Linked DNA regions of Mus musculus: regions 1, 3, 4, 5 and 6 are each linked to region 2. A link is a contact called in public HiChIP or PLAC-seq and promoter capture Hi-C data. All regions are on one chromosome and are shown on one strand. The core of a region is the stretch at or near the end of the contact, and the rest is flanking DNA. Distances in the headings are between cores, read along the strand shown.

Region 1 (2,700 bases), core at 43-2,542, 580 kb before region 2:
AAATTCAGACCCCGAGGTTCTGTGTGTGTTGAGTGCGGGAGAGGCTAAAGTTAATTTATTATTGTTTTTAAGAATTATCTATTTATTTTACGTATATGAGTACACTGTCGATGTCTTCAGACACACCAGAAGAGGGCCCCAGATCTCATTATGGTTGTAAGCCACCATGTGGTTGCTGGGAATTGAACTCAGGATCTGTGGACGAGCCGTCAGTGCTCTTAACTACTGAGCCATCTCTCCAGTCCCGCGGCTAAAGTTTAACTGTTATCAAGTTTCAGTCAGGAAAATGAGATGGTCCTGGGGTGGCCATTAGTGACATATGAGGATGTGCCTAATGCCACCACACTATCAAAAATAGATTAAGATGACAAACTTCGTGGATAGATGTTTTACCGGAATAAATACATGAACGGTGTCCAAAATCTGTGATGGGCTCCAGAAACCAGAGACCCAAGATGGCAAGGGGTAGGGACTTCCATGCCTGGCTTCCTGGCAACGAGGAAATGTGAGATGGGCTACTGAGATTGAGGCCTGGCTACTCCTAATCCCAGGTAGGGCCAGGAGAACCCTACATAGCTGTATGTGCCAAAGGTAGATGAAATGCAAGGTGAGGCACCAGGGACCAGGCGAGGGGAACGCCCTGTCCTGCCTCAGCAACACAGGTCAGCTTGGGAGATGCACAGGCCCTGAGCTCTGCCCTTTCCCCTGCCTCTTTTCCTTCCTGCCTGCCCTCCGTGTAGAGCGGTCCCAACACTGTACAGAGAAATAAAGGCTACGTCCAGAGACGAACACTCTACCCAAGGAAACAGGCTCAGAGGCACAACTTGACACTCCAGGGTCTCGTTCTCAGTCATCATTCCTCCAAGATTATCACCCCTCAAGAGCAAGAAGAGCGAGCCAGGAGAGCGAGTCCCGCCTGGGTCAGCCGTGCAGCTCTTGCTTCTGGGAAGAGAGGGAAAGAAACACTAAGAGGCAACACAACCTGGCTGTGTCGGGATGCAGGGTTCCCAGGTGCTCCCTGGTCCCGGTGGTGTGGCGTATTGGTTGAAACACATTGATGTGACTGTCACAACCATGACTTTAGCAGTGCAGAGGACAGAGGTGAGATGTTATTTATCACAAGCAGCCTGAAGGAGACAGCCTTCCTTGTCTTTGTCCTTGAAGGTTAGCTGCCACCTAACTGCAGGAGAGGGGTCATGGGGGACAAAGACATTCCTCAAAGAGGGCAGAGCCTCAGACTGCTCTGGTGGAGCTGCTGGGCAAAGCCTGTGATTTCACAGGAAACAGGCCTTTCCTGAGCCAGCAACAATAGGGACAGCCAGAGGCAGGAAGGGCCCCTTGCAGGCCAGCACATACTTAACCCTTTATAGACCCTCACCCTACAGCACAAAGCTGAAGACCCTTGCTAACATCCACTCTGGGGTCCTCAAGCCATAGCTGAGGGCTAATGAAGTCCACCGGGTGGCTCCCCTGGACTCTGAGTGACCCAGAGCAGAGCAACGGTTTGCTCGTCGTTGTGGGAACCGGGTCAGGGAGGGAGGGGTAAGGGTAATAGGACCACACACAACTTTTAGAGTACACCACACAGAAGGTTTGTCACCACCCCTCCTCCACCATGAGCATGAAGATGGGCCTGCAGATTGGGCTGTAAGGGAGACCTCACCTACTCAAGAAGCCCCAGCCTGGCCCAGGGTCTGTCAGGGTAGGAGACGAGAATCCACCACTCCCTGGAGGCTCTTTGAGCCAGCTGCTCCCATATGTCTCTGGTCAAAGAAGCCTTACAGCGACCTCCCAAAGCAGATGCCAGACACATTTGTAAATGGCTCTGGAAATGAGTCTGAAGCACACGGCAGATCTGTGGGGAGCTTCCCCTACCACAGCCAGTGCTGGACAGACGGACGGAAAGGTGCAGAGATACAGTGTGTGCTTGAGATGACCGGATCCTTTGGAGGGATGGGCTGTGTCAACAGGGAGAGAACACAGTGAAGGTTCACACTAGTCTGCATCAACGCAGCAGGCCGTCCAGCCCAAGTGGAGACAAGCAAGCGTCCAGTGCAGGAACAGCATGGTTTCTTCGAGGGAAGCCTGGGTGAAGAGCAGACTCACCTCACCCTACCATCTCGGCCCAGCACAGAAACAAGGTTGAGGGTCTCATATAACCCCCCACCCCACCATTGTCACTCCTGTCTGCACAAGAGAGGGAACAGGTTTGGATGGCCTGCCCTCCTAGTCTCTAGGCTACCTCCCTCTGAGAAGGGAGGAGAGTCTCTCTAGGCCAAAAGAAAGACCTCGGTGAGCAGAGAGAGTTGAGCAGAGGCCCCAACAGGAGAGACCAGGCTAGCCCAAAGGACTGCAACCCATCTCTAGGGCAGGGCAGGGCAGGGCAGGGCAGGGCCTGCTTGGGACCCTGGGGCAGCCACAGTCTCAGCCCTGGAGGAAGTGGTGTCTAGACTGGCAAAGAGCTACAAGGCAGAGCAGAGCCTGGAGTCCTTCTATGGTCCCAGCTATGCAGCAGCCGTGTCCAGTGGTGGAGCAGAGACTCCGCTGAGACCCTGGGTCCCACAGAGGAGTACGCTGTCCAAAGAGGCCATAGCTGCCAGGCTGGGAGAGGCTCAGCAAGGTGTGTTCGGGGCCCAGAAGTAACCAATACCCTCAGAAGACTACTTCTCGGAAGGGCAGCCTCTGTCCCACCCCATGGCC
Region 2 (2,700 bases), core at 29-2,528:
TAGGCAAGAATTACATCCTCAGCCTGCTTCATTATGACATTATTTTCGCGCGCGCACGCGTGTGTGGTATGTGTGTGTGTGTGTTTGTGTGTGTGTGTGTGAGAGAGAGACAGAGAAAATATATATATATCATGGATGAGCTCAGCATGTAGAGCTTGGTTCTCTTCTACCATGTGGGTCCCAGGAATAAAATGGCAGCAAGTACCTTCAACCCTCTAAGCTGTCTTGCCAGCCCTTCCTTTTTAATTTTGAAAAGAGGGTTGGGCTGGAGAGATGGTTCAGCGGTTAAGAGCACGGACTGCTCTTCCAAAGGTCCTGAGTTCAACTCCCAGCAACTACATGGTGGCTCACAACCATCGGTAATGGAGTCTGATGCCCTCTTCTGGTGTGTCTGAAGACAGCTACAGTGTACTTACATAAATAAAATAAATCTTAAAAAAAAAGGAGAAGAAAAAAAAGAAAAGAGGGTTTAAGTTGCTCAAAAAGCATTGAAATTGCTATTGTCCTGTCTCATTTTCTAGATGAATTATGATTATGGTCCTGTGATATCTGGCCCGGGTATAATGTGGATTTTTAAATTTATAGCCCTCTTAATTACTGAGCCATTTCTACAGCTTCTGTAGTGGAATTTTGATCAGGAAGAAACCTGGTAATTGGGAATGAGGAGTGAAAAAAGGTTATAGGCATACAGGTGTAGGACCAGTGTATGCCTTGGCTGTTTTGTTGTCGCTGCTACTGTGGGTAGGAATTCAGTATTGTATTTCGTCACACCTGATTTCCCCCCGAGGAGTTAAGTCAGGGCTAAAGGAGTTATCTAAGTAAATGGGGGAGTTTGGGGCTGGAGAAATGACTCAGTAGTTACGATCACTGGCTGCTTGCTGTTTCAGAAGTTCAATTCTCAGCACCCAGGAACTCCGGTAGTAGGGGATCCGACGCACAGCCATGAAACCAGGGAGACACTCATACAAATAAAGTAAAAATAAATAAAAATCTTAAAGTGGGGGGGGAAGTCTGGAATGGGGGTGCGTGCTTCAGTTCTGGGGAAACATAAATTCCAGGCAAATCTATAATAAATTTTCCTGGGTGGACGGGGAAAAAACACTGGATCTAGGAGGGAGAAAGAGTTTTAGGGGTTTAATTCATAGGTGCGCCCCTGAGCACGCCGGAGATACCCACACTGCGAAGTTAGGAACCAGCGAGAATAACCAACCCGACGGCTAGAAAGGCGATGGTCCGCCGGCGGGCGGGTTCGCGTGACGTCACTTCCCTTTCGCCTGATTTTGATTGGCGTTTGAGATTGGCCGGACTCCCTACAAGCCCAGGGTGCTTTGCGGTGCCCGGTCCTTTCCGCTCGGCCGTTCTCCTGTATAGGAGGTGAGTCTCTGCCGCCGCCGGTCCCATCGTGGTCCATCGGGCTCCATCGCCCTCCATCCGCTGTCATCGGCGAAGAGAGGCCGCACGGACAGCCATGGAGGAGCCCGGGCGCCGACAGCACGGAGCCAGGGCAGGGGCGGGAGGACCCGGGACGGGGTTGGGGACCCTGGCCTTGACTCGCCGCCCTCCTCTCCCTCGCGGCCTTAGGCAGCCATGGCGCCCAGCCGGAATGGCATGATACTGAAGCCCCACTTCCACAAGGATTGGCAGCAGCGAGTGGACACTTGGTTCAACCAGCCGGCGCGCAAGATCCGCAGGTATAGATCGCGCGTGGCTCGCGTGGGCTCCAGGGCGGGGACGCGCGTGGGGCAGGAGGTGACGGCTGTGCTTTTCCTGCAGGCGCAAGGCCCGGCAGGCGAAAGCGCGTCGCATCGCCCCTCGCCCCGCGTCCGGCCCCATCAGGCCCATCGTGAGGTGCCCTACAGTGAGATACCACACCAAGGTCCGGGCTGGCAGGGGCTTCAGCCTGGAGGAGCTCAGGGTGAGTGCGGCAGGGCGAGGTCCCTTGGCAGGTCCCTCGGGCTCGGTGGAATGATGACATTCTCCGGAATCGCTGTACTGACTTGATGAAAGTACTTTTGAACCCTTTTCCATCTGATGACACCGAGTTTTCTCGGCAGGGCCGGCTTGGGGTGGGGTGACTGCGAGGTGGGTGACCAGTTTCTGTTTCTGAACAGGTGGCTGGCATCCACAAGAAAGTGGCTCGCACCATCGGCATCTCTGTGGACCCGAGGAGGCGAAACAAGTCCACGGAGTCACTGCAGGCCAACGTGCAGCGCCTGAAGGAGTACCGCTCCAAGCTCATCCTGTTCCCCAGGAAGCCTTCTGCTCCGAAGAAGGGAGACAGTTCTGTAAGTCCTGCGGGGCGGCAGAGGTCCGGCTCAGTGTAGATAGAGTCTGTGTTCTTGGATCCAGCTCTGCAGAGTTGACATGAGTGCAGCAGTGGGAGGTTAGAGCGTACTGGGGGCGGCGGTGACGCGTGCAGATCAGTGGGAGCCACTATGGTGTCCCTGGGCTTTCCAGTGTCTGTTAGTGTTGGGAGCTATTGACTTGGAGCCTGGTATGCTGTTCTAGAGCGTTCACCCTACCAGGACGTTCAGGGGCATCTCGGTACAGAAAGTATCTCGGTATTCAGAAGTGTAAAGAGTTTTGTAACAAGGATCGGTGGGTTTCTTGTCAGTGTGGGCTTCCTGAGGGTGGGGTAAGGATGGCTTTCTTCTGTTCCTTCAGTGGAGCTGTAGTCAGCCAGCGCACCGGGACGGAAAA
Region 3 (2,700 bases), core at 23-2,522, 680 kb before region 2:
GGCAGGCAGATTTCTGAGTTTGAGGCCAGCCTGTTCTACAAAGTGAGTTCCAGGACAGCCAGGGCTACACAGAGAAACCCTGTCTCGGAAAAAATAAATAAATAAACAAACAAACAAACCTGTTGGAGAGGGTCTGGAGAGAGGATTCAGAGGTTAAAAGCACTGGGTGTTCTTACAGCCATGATTCCAGTTCCAGGAGATCAAAGGGTCCACTCCTGGCCTCCGTGGGTACCAGACACATACGTGCAGACAAAACACTCATCCACGTGGTTTGTTTTTTGGGGTGGTTTATTGTTTGTTTGTTTTGTTTGTTATTGCTTGTTTACTTGTTGTTATTTATTGAGACAGGGTTTCTCTATGTAGCCCTGGTTGTCCAGGAACTCACTCGGTAGACCAGGCTGGCCTCAAACTCACAAAGATCTGCCTGCCTCTGCCTCCTGAGTGCTCAGATTAAAGGCAAGTGCCAACATACCTAGCTCACACAAAAGGCTTATTATTATTATTATAAACTTGTAGGGTCCCATATCAAACCTAGGGGCATTCCCTAGCTTCCATCTCTCCTGCCTGCACAGGGTGGTGGTGCATGGTGACTTTAGGCAGGAAGCACAACCTCCAAGTCCATCCACTGGTCCAGGGCCTGGAACCTTACAGACTCATGTCAGGCAGGATGTAGCACGTAAGTCCCCCAGTGCCAGCCCCAGAGTCCCTGAGTTCAAACAGCCGAACTGACACAAATCAAAGCGGTGAGCTGCTGAGAACTGCTTGGCTGAAAGCCCTAGTTCCTGGTTCCAGAGTGTCCTGCCAGGCAGGGCCCTGTGCTCTCCTGGGCATTCCACTGGGTCGGATCTTTGGGTAGAAAGGTTGCCTTGCAGGGGCTCCGAAGTATCTGTGACGACGGGCGGGGTAGGTGTGGCCAGGGCAGGGCCCGGGCTGTTCTCAGGACCTAGCTGGATAACTCTGTGATGCAAAGGGACAGACCCAGAGGAGGAAGCAGAGCTGGATTTTCCCCAGGTGTGGCCCCAGGTATAAAGCACACAGCCAGGCTTCACCTGTTACAGCACTGGGACCGTCGCCAGGTGTGAGGCTGCTCCGTGTCTGCTGCCATGGCCACCGTCACCGTCACTGTGATGGTGAGCCTGGTGCCTTTCCCAGCCTCATGATGACAGCCTATCCCAGAGGGGTGGATGGCAGGGCCTTTGGGATGCCTTTAGGCTAAGCCTATTTGCCCACCTACAAAGGGAAATCTAAACCCCATCTTTTCACTGAGAACAGGCAACCTTGGGAGGAAATGGGTGTTCTCTGGGCTTCCCCTAACCATGCACCTGCCTTGCTCCACAGAGTCTCCTGCTTCTAGGCTGGTTGCCTACTGGGATGACCCACCAAGATCCCCCGTCCTGGGGGAAACCCCGAAGCCATAGGACCCTGCGGTGCTACTCTGCTGAGGAATTATCTCACGGCCAGGCTCCTCCACACCTGCTAACTCGAAGTGCCAGGTGGGAGCAGGCCCTCCCTGTGGCCCTGGTGGCCAGTTTGGAGGCCACGGGCCACAGGAGACAGCATGAAGGACCTCTAGCTGGAACACAGTGCCCCGTGCTGCGGCCGGAGGAGGTGCTGGAAGCTGACACTCACGAGCGCTCCATCTCACCATGGAGATATCGGTGAGGGTGATGGGGTCCCCATCGGTGGGGGCATGGGGAGAGCTTTATTTCCACCCCGGAGCCCTAGATCACTGTCTGTTCAGGGTGCACACTCGCCCCAACCTCTAAAAACATGTTCCCCTAAGAAGCTGGGGCTTGCGGGGCTAGAGAGATGGCTCAGCGGTTAAGAGCACTGACTGCTCTGGAAGAGGTCCTGAGTTCAAATCCCAGCAACCACATGGTGACTCACAACCATCTGTAATGGGATCTGATGCCCTCTTCTGGTGTGTCTGAGGACAGCTACAGTGTATTTACATATAATCAATCAATCAATCAATCAATCAATCAATCTTTGGGCCGGAGCGAGTGAGGCGAGAAGGGAGGAAGGAGAGAGAGAGAGAGAAAGAGAGAGAGAGAGAGAGAGAGAGAGAGAGAGAGAGAGAGAGAGAGAGACTCAGCTAATTAAAAAGAAGAAGAAGCAGCTGAGGCTTGAGCTAAGTGAGACCAGAGCCCTCACTAAAGCCCCTGTCTCTATGTTCTCAGAGACCATGGAGGAATGCAGGTAACATCACTTATCAAGCATTAACAGAATGCCAGCCCGCTCAGTGCCTGCACCATTTTGTCTGTAGCATTCACATTCTCAGACTACAAATTTTAGAGCAAGCGGGGCGCAGTCCCAGGACAATAGAGCTCCAAGGAGGGAAGCGGAGTGGGAGGGTTGAGGAGATGGCTCACTGCATAAGAGCATTTAGTTGGCAAGCATGAAGACTTGAGTTCAAATCCCCCGCATCCACATTAAAAAAAAAAAAAAAAATGGAGGGAAGAGGGATGCCCAGCCCACCGAGCTCCGAGCTGCTTGTGGAAGCTCAGAGTGGCTCTGGGTAGAGCCGGAGTGCACATTCTTATGGTTCCCTCCCCACAGCATCGACACAGATGAGAACCGCTACCCACAGAAGCTGGCGGTGGCAGAATGCTTGTGTCGTGGATGCATCAACGCCAAGACAGGCCGTGAGACAGCTGCCCTGAACTCGGTGCAGCTGCTGCAGAGCCTGCTGGTACTACG
Region 4 (2,700 bases), core at 66-2,565, 660 kb before region 2:
CCGCAAAGAGATGAAGTAAGAAATGGGGAGCTGGAGAGATGGCTCAGTGGATAAGAGCGCCGATTGCTCTTCCAAAGGTCCTGAGTTCAAATCCCAGCAACCACATGGTGGCTCACAACCATCTGTAATGAGATCTGACCCCCTCTTGTGGTGCACCTGAAATAGCTACAGTGTAATTATTTATAATAATTATTTATAATAATAAATAAATCTTTGGGCCAGAGAGAGCTGGGGTTGACTGGAGCAAGCAAAGGTACTAAATTCAATCCCCAACAACCACATGAAGGTTCACAACTATAATGTACTCATATACATTAAATAAATTAATTAAATCTTAAGGGTTGGCGTAGCACTGGTGGGAATACCAGCTGGGTACTGCCACCCCAGGGAACCCACAGATCATTAACAGAATGAAGAACTGACTCTTGTTCTCCCAGAGCTGCCAGGGCATTCTTCCTAGGAAGGATGAAAGTTCACACCAAAACCTGCCCATAAATGTGGCAGCAGTTTTCCTGGTAACAACAGAGCCCCTGTTCTAGGGCCTAAGCAACAGTGGGCAATGAAATCCTGCTGCGTCCACCTGGATAATCCTCGGGAAGAGCGTGCGTACTGAAACGAGCCAAACTCAAGAATCTACAGGCTGCGTGGATCCACTTCTAAATGACCACGGTGGAAGGAAGAGCAGAGGGAGACTGGGGTGAGAAGCCCTGGTCCCGGCAATACCTCCCCAGTTTACAAGTGTCACCAGGGAGGGAGGAAGATCTGCCCCTCACCAGCGCCCCTCGGATCCCTGCATGGCAACGCCCCCTTCATCCCTGAGCTACCCTCCCAGCCTTCTCCAGCCCAGCTACTCCAGATCCGGGACATTGGTCTTTCCCTCCAGCCCTAGGACCCTGAATCCCGGCAGCAGTGACCCTCATCTCCAGCCCTGTGCACATCGATCCCGGCACCTGTGCCCCGGTCTCCAACTCCCAGGCTCCCCGATCCTGGTTGTAGTAACCCCCATTTCCACCACTGTGCCCATGGATCTGACGGTGGCGAACTTCCCCCTCATTCCAGCCTGGAGGATCCCCTTTCCAGCCCAGCTACTCTGGAACCCGACCCTCGAGCCCAGGGGTCCCAGTGACTACAGCCTCCAGCTCTATGCCCCGATCCCGGCCGAGGTGACTGTTGTCTCCAGCACTCACAGTACTTGATAACTGCGATGTTGACCGGCGCCGTGCAGGTGACCATTAGGTCCTGAGGCTTTTCTGAGGCCATAACTGAGATGCTGGAGTCCCGAGCTAGAGAGCCCAGCACCGATTACCCGGTGTCTACAGACTCACGCGCTGCCATATGATTGGCCCGCTGGCCGGGCTTTTCCCGTGCTGTCCAATAGGCGACAGGCCGAGCCCATGATCCACTTTTTAGCCTATGGACAGGATCGAATGATGTGCGGCTGACACTGAGCCCGCCCCCGGTGCCTGCAAGCTCGTGGCTGCGAGCGAGAGGCGGGGTCCGCTCAGGGAGTGGAATCTACGCATGCGCAGGAGGTGGTATCTGCGCAGGCGTAGGAGGCCTCCTTCTTACAAAGGTTCCTCCTTCTGGCACAAGCACCACTGGATAGCCTGAGTGACCGTCGGGACAGCGGGGCCATCTGCTGCTGAAACAGCGGAGCTGAAAAAGGATACGCATCTAGCCTCTACGCTGCATGAAAAGCTCACTAGACGGTGAATCCGGAGGGATCCGCAGCCCAAGGTCGCGCCCGAGCCCCACATCCTGGAATCTTCTACATTCACAATCTGACTTCTCTTGTCACAACCTCCAGTCTCCTGGTCCCACAGTCTGGGGTCTCACAGCTTGCCTGAGGTGTCCAGCCGCCGCGCCGGCGGATGTACTGCATCCGAGATGGGCATTTTCTCTCCCAAGCTCCACACAAGCAAGAATTTTGTCGTTTTTTTTTTTTTTTTTTCCGTAGCTGAAATGGATCGGCACATTTCTGTGTCATTCTTACGGTACAGTTTAGTGACCTTTAGTATATTTACTTGATACAACCGTCACCTCTGTTTCCAGAACTAACCATCCATTCTCCAACAGAAACAGATACAACTTCCTGGTTCCACCTCCTGTAAAATCGTGGCTGTTGAATGGCTTAGAGTTCCGAAGATGTGCGAGCACACGATACCCACCCAGGCCACCAGTTCTGTTCCTAGGAGTGTGGATGGTACCTAATCCTTTCACAGCCTTCTGGCTGACATTTTCTACACAGTGAATGGGAGTTGCTTTTTTTTTCCATGCTGCTTTTTCTACGTCTGAGTTTCTTGGACACTTTCCAGCTGCACACCAAAACAGCTTCCTTGTTTGTCTAGACCGTCGGTAATTGACTCAAGCCGTCCCCCTTGGAAGCCATGCACCGGACTTTCCTTGCATTGTGTATAAGAGTGCTTGCGTAGATTCCTAGAAGTGGATGAACCAGCCAAGCAGCTATGTGCCTGGGGCGATGTTGATAGCTGTTGGCCGGCTGCCATCTTGGAAGCTGGATCGATTGCTCAGCTCTCTCTGCTAGAGCGAGAGTGTGTGAATAGGCCTTCTGCGCCACAGTAGACAGCCTGTCAGTCAGGCTGACAGCTGACCAATGGGAGTTCACTATTGTTTCCTTGTGGCTTGTGAGATGGCTCGTATTTTCAATTTCTCTTGCAATAACTTTTCTGCTTCATACAC
Region 5 (2,700 bases), core at 2-2,501, 870 kb before region 2:
GCCTTGCTTTGCATGATAAAGGTGTTCCCAGGAGTGAAACTGGAACTTCTGAGTGGCAGCTAGACCTACTGGGGGTGGGAGCTGTGGAAGGGCTCTTTCTGACAGGGTCTCTTTCCGTGAAGTACCCCCGCCTGTTGAGAAGCCCACAGATCAATGGTCAGTGATCCAGTTCATCTAAAGTGGAGTCAGTGATCTTCTCTCTCTCAGGACCTGGGGCTGTGAGCTCACATCGTGTACGTGTGTGCGTGGAGACCAGAGGTCGGCTTCAGGTGCTGTCCGCTTTGTTATGGAGACAGGTTACCCTGGAGCTCACCGAGTAAATTAAGCTGCCTGGCCAGCTAGCCCCAGGGATCTGCCTGGCTCTTGCTTCCCCAGCACTGGGTTCAAATACACGCCACACCTTGCCTTTTTACTCAATGCTGGGGCATTGAACCCTCATGCTGAGCTGAACATCTTAACATAAGCTCTTCCAGCTGTGTGGCCTCTGGCAGATTCCTGATCTGTGAAGCTTGGGTTCATGTTAGATGTGGCATTTTGTCAGATGATCTTAAAGGTGCCCCTCCGTCTCTAGAGACCTAAATAGCTCCTTCGGTCCCCACTACGTTCCAGTGTGCTCATCCCCAGGCTGGATGATGGCCCAGTAGGAAGCCACCAAGGTTGATGACTTCGAGCTCTGTGTTATGACAGAAGCCCGCTGGACATCTACTCCAGGCCGCAGCACCTTAGAGTGTCAGACTTATGTACTGGGGGGTAGGGGGAGGCTTAACCTGAATTTTCCCCTAAACAGGTGTCAGCTATGGCCCGGGCCCTAACCTTCCGGGACAGAAGCCAGAGGAAGAGGTTTAGTTGCTTTTGGTGGCCCAGGGACTGGGAGGAGCGAAGGATGGATAGAGCTGCGACTGGAAGCCACACGGTGGAATGGTGGCAGCCGTTTCCGAAGTTGCGCTGAAGCCAGGCTTTCCGCCCAGCGGCGTGCCAGCTGTAGAACTGGCCAAGGAGCGTGTTGTGGGGGGAGAGGGTTGGTGACCGGGGAGAGAGTTTCCCACCAGGCCGGCGTGGCTAGGTGGATCACATGAAACCAACACCTAGGAAAAGCCGTGCTAAAAATAGCCGGGGCGGGGCGGGGGGGGGGGGGGGCGCAAGCGTGTAACCCAAGCCGGGGCGCTGCTGTGCGTCCGGCCTCCGCGCGAGCGCTGCCCGCGGACCGGCCCGGGAGGCGGCCCTCTGCTCGCACCCCGCCCCAGGCGCAGCGCGGCGGCTCGGTGCCCGGCGGACGGGCGGGCGGGCGGCCGGGGCGCTGCGGGCGGGGATGAGCGCTGGGGCTACGCGGTCCGGGCGCGGGCGCCCCGCGCGTCCCGGGAACTGGAGCTACGCGCGGCCGGGGCGGAGGTGAGTGCGCGTCGCTGGGGTGATCAGGGACGGGTGCGGTCACCGCGCTGCCCTCCAGGCGCACGGCTGGCCTCGGGTTCCGACACACGGTGAGACGAGCTGCAGGCGCCGAGTACCGAACTCGGGGCTGCCTGGCCCAGCCCCTGAGAGAGCTGTTGGGGATGTCGCCCGCGAGTTGCGAAGCACAGAGCAAGCATCACCAGAGCCCAGGGGAGTCGGAGCCACGGGGCTGCGGGAGGTGAAGCGGTAACTCATTCATTGCGACTTGGAACCGTTCGTATGCTACTCCACCGCCGCCCGCTCGGGACCCCCTAAGGTCTGATTCCGCGGGCGGGATGGGGTCCGGCTAGCGGACTTGAGGGTCACCACGCTCTTGCTTCCGCCAGGAGGCCCATCGCGCCCCCACCCACCCTGTGCTTTGGGGCAGCTCCGCTGGAGGAGTCCACGGAGTTAAGCTAAGCCGACCGCGGAGACACTGCGCCCCTCGTGGCGATGGTGGGAAGGGGAGGGTATCGTAGCGGGATTCAATCGGACTTCCAGTGGCGGCCTGGACCCTGTCCTGCACCCGAGACCCCAGGGTAGAAGCAGGGATGTGCATAGCAGACAGGAAAGCGGAACAGCCGGGCTGCTGAGTGGGGCTCGGGCTCCAGCTGAGACAGTTGATGGCTTTTCTTCGGGCTCCTCTGAGCCGGCTGTGTGGGGACTGTGCCACGTGTTACTACTGCATTTAATCTTCCTAGTGAAATGGGTGGAACCCCGTGCTCTAGATGAAGAGGGTCAGAGTGGCCTGTGTTGCACAGCTGGAAAGCAGCAGAGGTGCTGACAGTCCAGAGCCACACTGCCAGTTGACTCTGGTCCAGTTCCCCCTGTTAGAGGGACAAAGGTGTGTCGAGGCCTCTGTGTCCTGCACTGTCCCAACCGTCTTTACTCAGCCAACACCCAAGTCCGGAAAATAACAGACAAGCGGGCAAAATGCTTGGGCATATTGACGGGGCCAGTCGGGGAGAGCAGCAGCTGGCCAGCAGTCCCTTCAGGATGGCATAAGCTTGCCTGGCAGGTCCCTTTTGCCATAAGCTTGGCCTGGCAGGTCCCAAACAACTGGGCAGAGCCAACAGAGTGTGTCTTCCTTATTGTGAATGGGAGAAGGCAGCAGAGGACGGCACAGGGTTTCTTCAGTCTGGGAGATAAGGTGAGACAAAGCAAGTGGACTCCAGGCTGTCAGTATCCCAGGGCATTGTAGAGGCCGTGGGAGAGCCAAAGAGAGCTCTGAAGTCATGAGCTTACAGTGTCAGTGATTTAGTCTCCACAAGA
Region 6 (2,700 bases), core at 15-2,514, 520 kb before region 2:
TGTCTCCTATGGCTGACTTGCTTACCCCTGCCCTTGGCCATCCCTGAAGGTAGCTTAGAGTATAGGATCCATTGCTGGGGTTGTCAATGAACTCAACCCAGAATGGGGAGGGATGAGAGGCAACCAGGAAGAGAAAGCAGGAGGGGAGCTCCCAGAGAGCATGGCAGCCATGGCCTGAGGTGAAGATAGAGGTCTCTGGGAGTTAGTAGGCTCTACATCCTCCTTGGTTGGGCGCCCAGGGTCCCATGTCTGTGTTCTTCATCTCCACACAAAGGCATCCATTTCCTGTGAGACCAGAGGGGTAACTCCACGGAAGGCAGAGCACCCAGACGTGGTTCTCACCTTTGGCCTGTCTGGCCAGTGTCTCCTCTGCGGCATGGAGACCCTGCCCCTGCCTCACCTGAGTGGGAATCTCTCCCCTGGGTCCCGTCCCAGGTGGAAGATCAGGGGTAGCTCCGTGTGTTCTTCCTGGGTGTGGGTTGTAACTCCTGAGACGTTCTGCCCGGGGCAGAAGTCAGTGCCCTGCAATGAGAGGCACAGAGAACAAGTGGGCATCCAGGACCCAGAAGCCCATGCAGCAGAGATGCCCTACTAGTCCAGCTGCTCACACATCCCTCGCGCCTGGTACTGCGGTGTTCCCTGGGGAGTGAACGTGAGAGCGGTTGGATCTGGTCACCTCCTGGATGGGGGAAAGCTTCAGGAGGAACTGCTTAGCATCTGTCTCTGGGCGGCTCCCCAAGTTTTTTCCATAATAGTCTGGGCAGCTAGGCTGTAATCTCAGCACTCAGGAGATAGAAGTAGGAATATCTTGAGTTTGAAGTCAGCCTGGGCTACAGGAGACCCTGCCTCAAAACAGATGAAGCCGTCTGGACCGGCTAACGCTTTGATTTTGAGGAGTGCTCCTCAGAGCGCCATAAAGCCTTTTCAGTGTGCGGCCAGGAGAACAGTGGCCTCTCAGAAGATGACGAGTCAGGGTGAGTCACTAGACCAGACACAGGAAGAGGGACCTTTGGCTTGAAAGCTGAGAGAACGCAGACCCAGAGCTGAACACGTGAGCTGAAGTAAGGGACAAAACAGCCGTGACCAGGCTCGAGGGAAGGGCACAGGCTGTGGAATCATGACCACTGCCTTCAGAGGTACAGAGGGAAGGCGGAACACATACTCAGGCTGTACGGAGTCAGTCCCTGCAGCTTCCTCTCAGATAGTTTGGCTGCTGCGGCTACCTTTCCTGGGTGCAGTCTGATTCCATTACAGCCGTTTGTGTGTACAAGCTTGCCCTTTGCCCTGGACCTCCCCTATGAGATTTCGCTGCGTACTCCTTGGGGTGGACTGATGTAGGAATGGAGAATGCCCCTAACCACGCCTCCAACAGTCTCAGACAGGAGCTGTGACTCAGTTGCCCTAGTGTCAGCCAACTCAGCAGTGGGAGACCTTCCTGTAGGGTCTGTATACATTTGACACGCAGCGCCGTTCACTAAGGAAATGTCTGCAGCACCTTGTGTAACACTTCTGGGATGGACAGCTGGTTGGTGCAGCAGTTTACAGTCTATAAAGCAGGGAGGCCATAGCCTATGAAGTTCCATTTGTGAGGAGCTGCAGAGATACAAGTTGGGGACTGGAAGGGTGGGCTATATTACAGTCAAAGTGGGTCCCGAATCTAGGCCTCCTGGAGCGTCCTGCCAGGGGACAAACTGTGCAGCACACAGCAGGAAACCACAACCATTAGCATGAAAATACCAAACAGTTAATGGAGAGGTCTAGATGGAACTCATAAATTATAATTTGGATGCAAATCAAATAAGCTATTTAATTAAGATCCCGCTAATTGGTCTAGGGTTTCTCTTACAGCTGCAGTTGTGTGAGTGCCTTGCTCGCCCTCAGGGCACCTCCGGGAAGTCAGCCTGCTGTAACACTTCATCCTCCCCGCAGAGCAGGCCTCTGGCCTGGCTCTGGATGCACAGCGGGATGGGGACAGGCAGACTGCTAGAAATCTCCTGATTTTGGAGAGGTGGTAAGGGACAGGACACTCGGGTTGGCTCACTCTCCTGGGAGATCAAAGTTCAGGTGTAGCAGCTGAGACCTCCATCTTAGGTCTGAAGCTAGAACCTGAGGCTTGTTAAGACAACCCCAGGAGCCCGGTGTGGTGGCACTCGGGAGGCAGAGGCAGGCAGATTTCTGAGTTCAAGGCCAGCCTGGTCTACAAAGTGAGTTCCAGGAAAGCCAGGGCTACACAGAGAAGCCCTGTCTCGAAAAACCAAAAAAAAAAAAAAAAAAAAAAAAAAAAAAGACAACCCCAGGAATCCAGGAGTGAAGGCCCAAGACCTGGGAGTTCTCTCACACCAGAAGCTCACGAACACTAGCAGAGGCAGATTGTAGCCTTTTGTCTGTAACAACCACCCTTTACCTGGGCCTCAACCCTGAGTCAGACCGTGAGAACTGAGGACAGCGGCAGTTTACAGGACAAAGTTCGGCTAATAACAACTGAGTAGTTCAGGCGATCTCAGGTGTTTTCCAACTTCTTAACAGTATCAGCCCTCCTCACTCCGTGGATGCTGCAGAGACCCCCTTCAGCACGGGCCACGTGGTGTGGAACCCTGGACAACATTCTGGCTCAGACGTTGCTTGCCCTCCAACAACACTGCCACCAATTAAAAATGAATGGGAGAACAGACTCCCTCCTAGAGACAGAAGCAGGCTTGA

What was found. Promoter capture Hi-C pulls out the DNA fragments that hold promoters and counts their contacts. HiChIP or PLAC-seq counts read pairs in DNA pulled down with a chosen protein or histone mark. Capture Hi-C pulls out chosen DNA fragments and counts their contacts.
Region 1: a promoter capture Hi-C map of liver shows a contact between it and region 2, with 4 times the contacts expected there. The contact joins the enhancer-like site here to the promoter of Rpl13 in region 2. A contact is called at or near these places in 13 of 39 promoter capture datasets (the 3T3-L1 cell line, embryonic stem cells, hematopoietic stem and progenitor cells and 7 more), 1 of 15 datasets of contacts at CTCF or cohesin (large pre-B cells), 1 of 484 Hi-C or Micro-C datasets (pro-B cells), 15 of 115 datasets of contacts at active chromatin or transcription factors (the NIH/3T3 cell line, acute myeloid leukemia, astrocytes and 9 more) and 3 of 9 other capture datasets (adipose tissue, embryonic stem cells and pancreatic islet).
Region 3: a promoter capture Hi-C map of pancreatic islet shows a contact between it and region 2, with 2.9 times the contacts expected there. The contact joins the promoter of Il17c here to the promoter of Rpl13 in region 2. A contact is called at or near these places in 1 of 39 promoter capture datasets (the C10 cell line), 6 of 115 datasets of contacts at active chromatin or transcription factors (T-cell acute lymphoblastic leukemia, bone marrow-derived macrophages, embryonic forebrain and 3 more) and 2 of 9 other capture datasets (adipose tissue and pancreatic islet).
Region 4: a contact with region 2 is called in a promoter capture Hi-C map of liver, with 2.2 times the contacts expected there. The contact joins the promoter of Mvd here to the promoter of Rpl13 in region 2. A contact is called at or near these places in 4 of 39 promoter capture datasets (the C10 cell line, the SN4741 cell line, cranial neural crest and 1 more), 11 of 115 datasets of contacts at active chromatin or transcription factors (the SCID.adh cell line, T-cell acute lymphoblastic leukemia, astrocytes and 6 more) and 4 of 9 other capture datasets (adipose tissue, embryonic stem cells, liver and 1 more).
Region 5: a promoter capture Hi-C map of liver shows a contact between it and region 2, with 2.7 times the contacts expected there. The contact joins the promoter of Zfp469 here to the promoter of Rpl13 in region 2. A contact is called at or near these places in 2 of 39 promoter capture datasets (liver and pre-B cells) and 1 of 115 datasets of contacts at active chromatin or transcription factors (pancreatic cancer cells).
Region 6: an H3K4me3 HiChIP or PLAC-seq map of bone marrow-derived macrophages shows a contact between it and region 2, with 7 times the contacts expected there. The contact joins the enhancer-like site here to the promoter of Rpl13 in region 2. A contact is called at or near these places in 13 of 39 promoter capture datasets (the 3T3-L1 cell line, 3T3-L1-derived adipocytes, HPC-7-derived erythroid cells and 7 more), 2 of 15 datasets of contacts at CTCF or cohesin (both in the NIH/3T3 cell line), 7 of 484 Hi-C or Micro-C datasets (all in embryonic stem cells), 24 of 115 datasets of contacts at active chromatin or transcription factors (the SCID.adh cell line, acute myeloid leukemia, astrocytes and 12 more) and 5 of 9 other capture datasets (adipose tissue, embryonic stem cells, liver and 2 more).

The regions. Positions count from the first base shown.
Region 1 is chr8:122,516,414-122,519,113 of GRCm38.p6, forward strand. The region is part of intron 1 of Piezo1 (piezo-type mechanosensitive ion channel component 1); the gene reads right to left. Among named protein-coding and RNA genes, the nearest start is that of Gm26497, 2.9 kb to the right of the region's middle. Within about 2 kb of position 1,293, at least 60 of the 459 cell types and tissues checked have an H3K27ac peak or open chromatin away from gene starts, as enhancers often do. A contact at or near this core is called in adipose tissue, astrocytes, bone marrow-derived macrophages and 2 more, where this site is marked.
Region 2 is chr8:123,101,072-123,103,771 of GRCm38.p6, forward strand. It overlaps Rpl13 (ribosomal protein L13), which reads left to right and starts at 1,279. Exons shown (of 6, transcript NM_016738.5): 1 at 1,279-1,374; 2 at 1,582-1,691; 3 at 1,774-1,915; 4 at 2,112-2,285. The coding sequence starts at 1,588. It overlaps Snord68 (small nucleolar RNA, C/D box 68), which reads left to right and starts at 1,987; the gene lies at 1,987-2,034.
Region 3 is chr8:122,420,748-122,423,447 of GRCm38.p6, forward strand. Il17c (interleukin 17C) reads left to right here and starts at 1,273. Exons shown (of 2, transcript NM_145834.4): 1 at 1,273-1,658; 2 at 2,560-2,700. The coding sequence starts at 1,372.
Region 4 is chr8:122,442,107-122,444,806 of GRCm38.p6, forward strand. Mvd (mevalonate (diphospho) decarboxylase) reads right to left here and starts at 1,316. Exons shown (of 10, transcript NM_138656.2): 1 at 1,188-1,316. The coding sequence starts at 1,260. It overlaps 9330133O14Rik (RIKEN cDNA 9330133O14 gene), which reads left to right and starts at 1,550. Exons shown (of 1, transcript NR_045696.1): 1 at 1,550-2,700.
Region 5 is chr8:122,229,023-122,231,722 of GRCm38.p6, forward strand. Zfp469 (zinc finger protein 469) reads left to right here and starts at 1,252. Exons shown (of 3, transcript NM_001362883.1): 1 at 1,252-1,389.
Region 6 is chr8:122,584,512-122,587,211 of GRCm38.p6, forward strand. It overlaps Galns (galactosamine (N-acetyl)-6-sulfate sulfatase), which reads right to left. Exons shown (of 14, transcript NM_016722.4): 12 at 401-522. It also overlaps the pseudogene Gm34962. Among named protein-coding and RNA genes, the nearest start is that of Aprt, 9.0 kb to the left of the region's middle. Within about 2 kb of position 1,265, at least 95 of the 459 cell types and tissues checked have an H3K27ac peak or open chromatin away from gene starts, as enhancers often do. A contact at or near this core is called in the NIH/3T3 cell line, the SN4741 cell line, acute myeloid leukemia and 4 more, where this site is marked.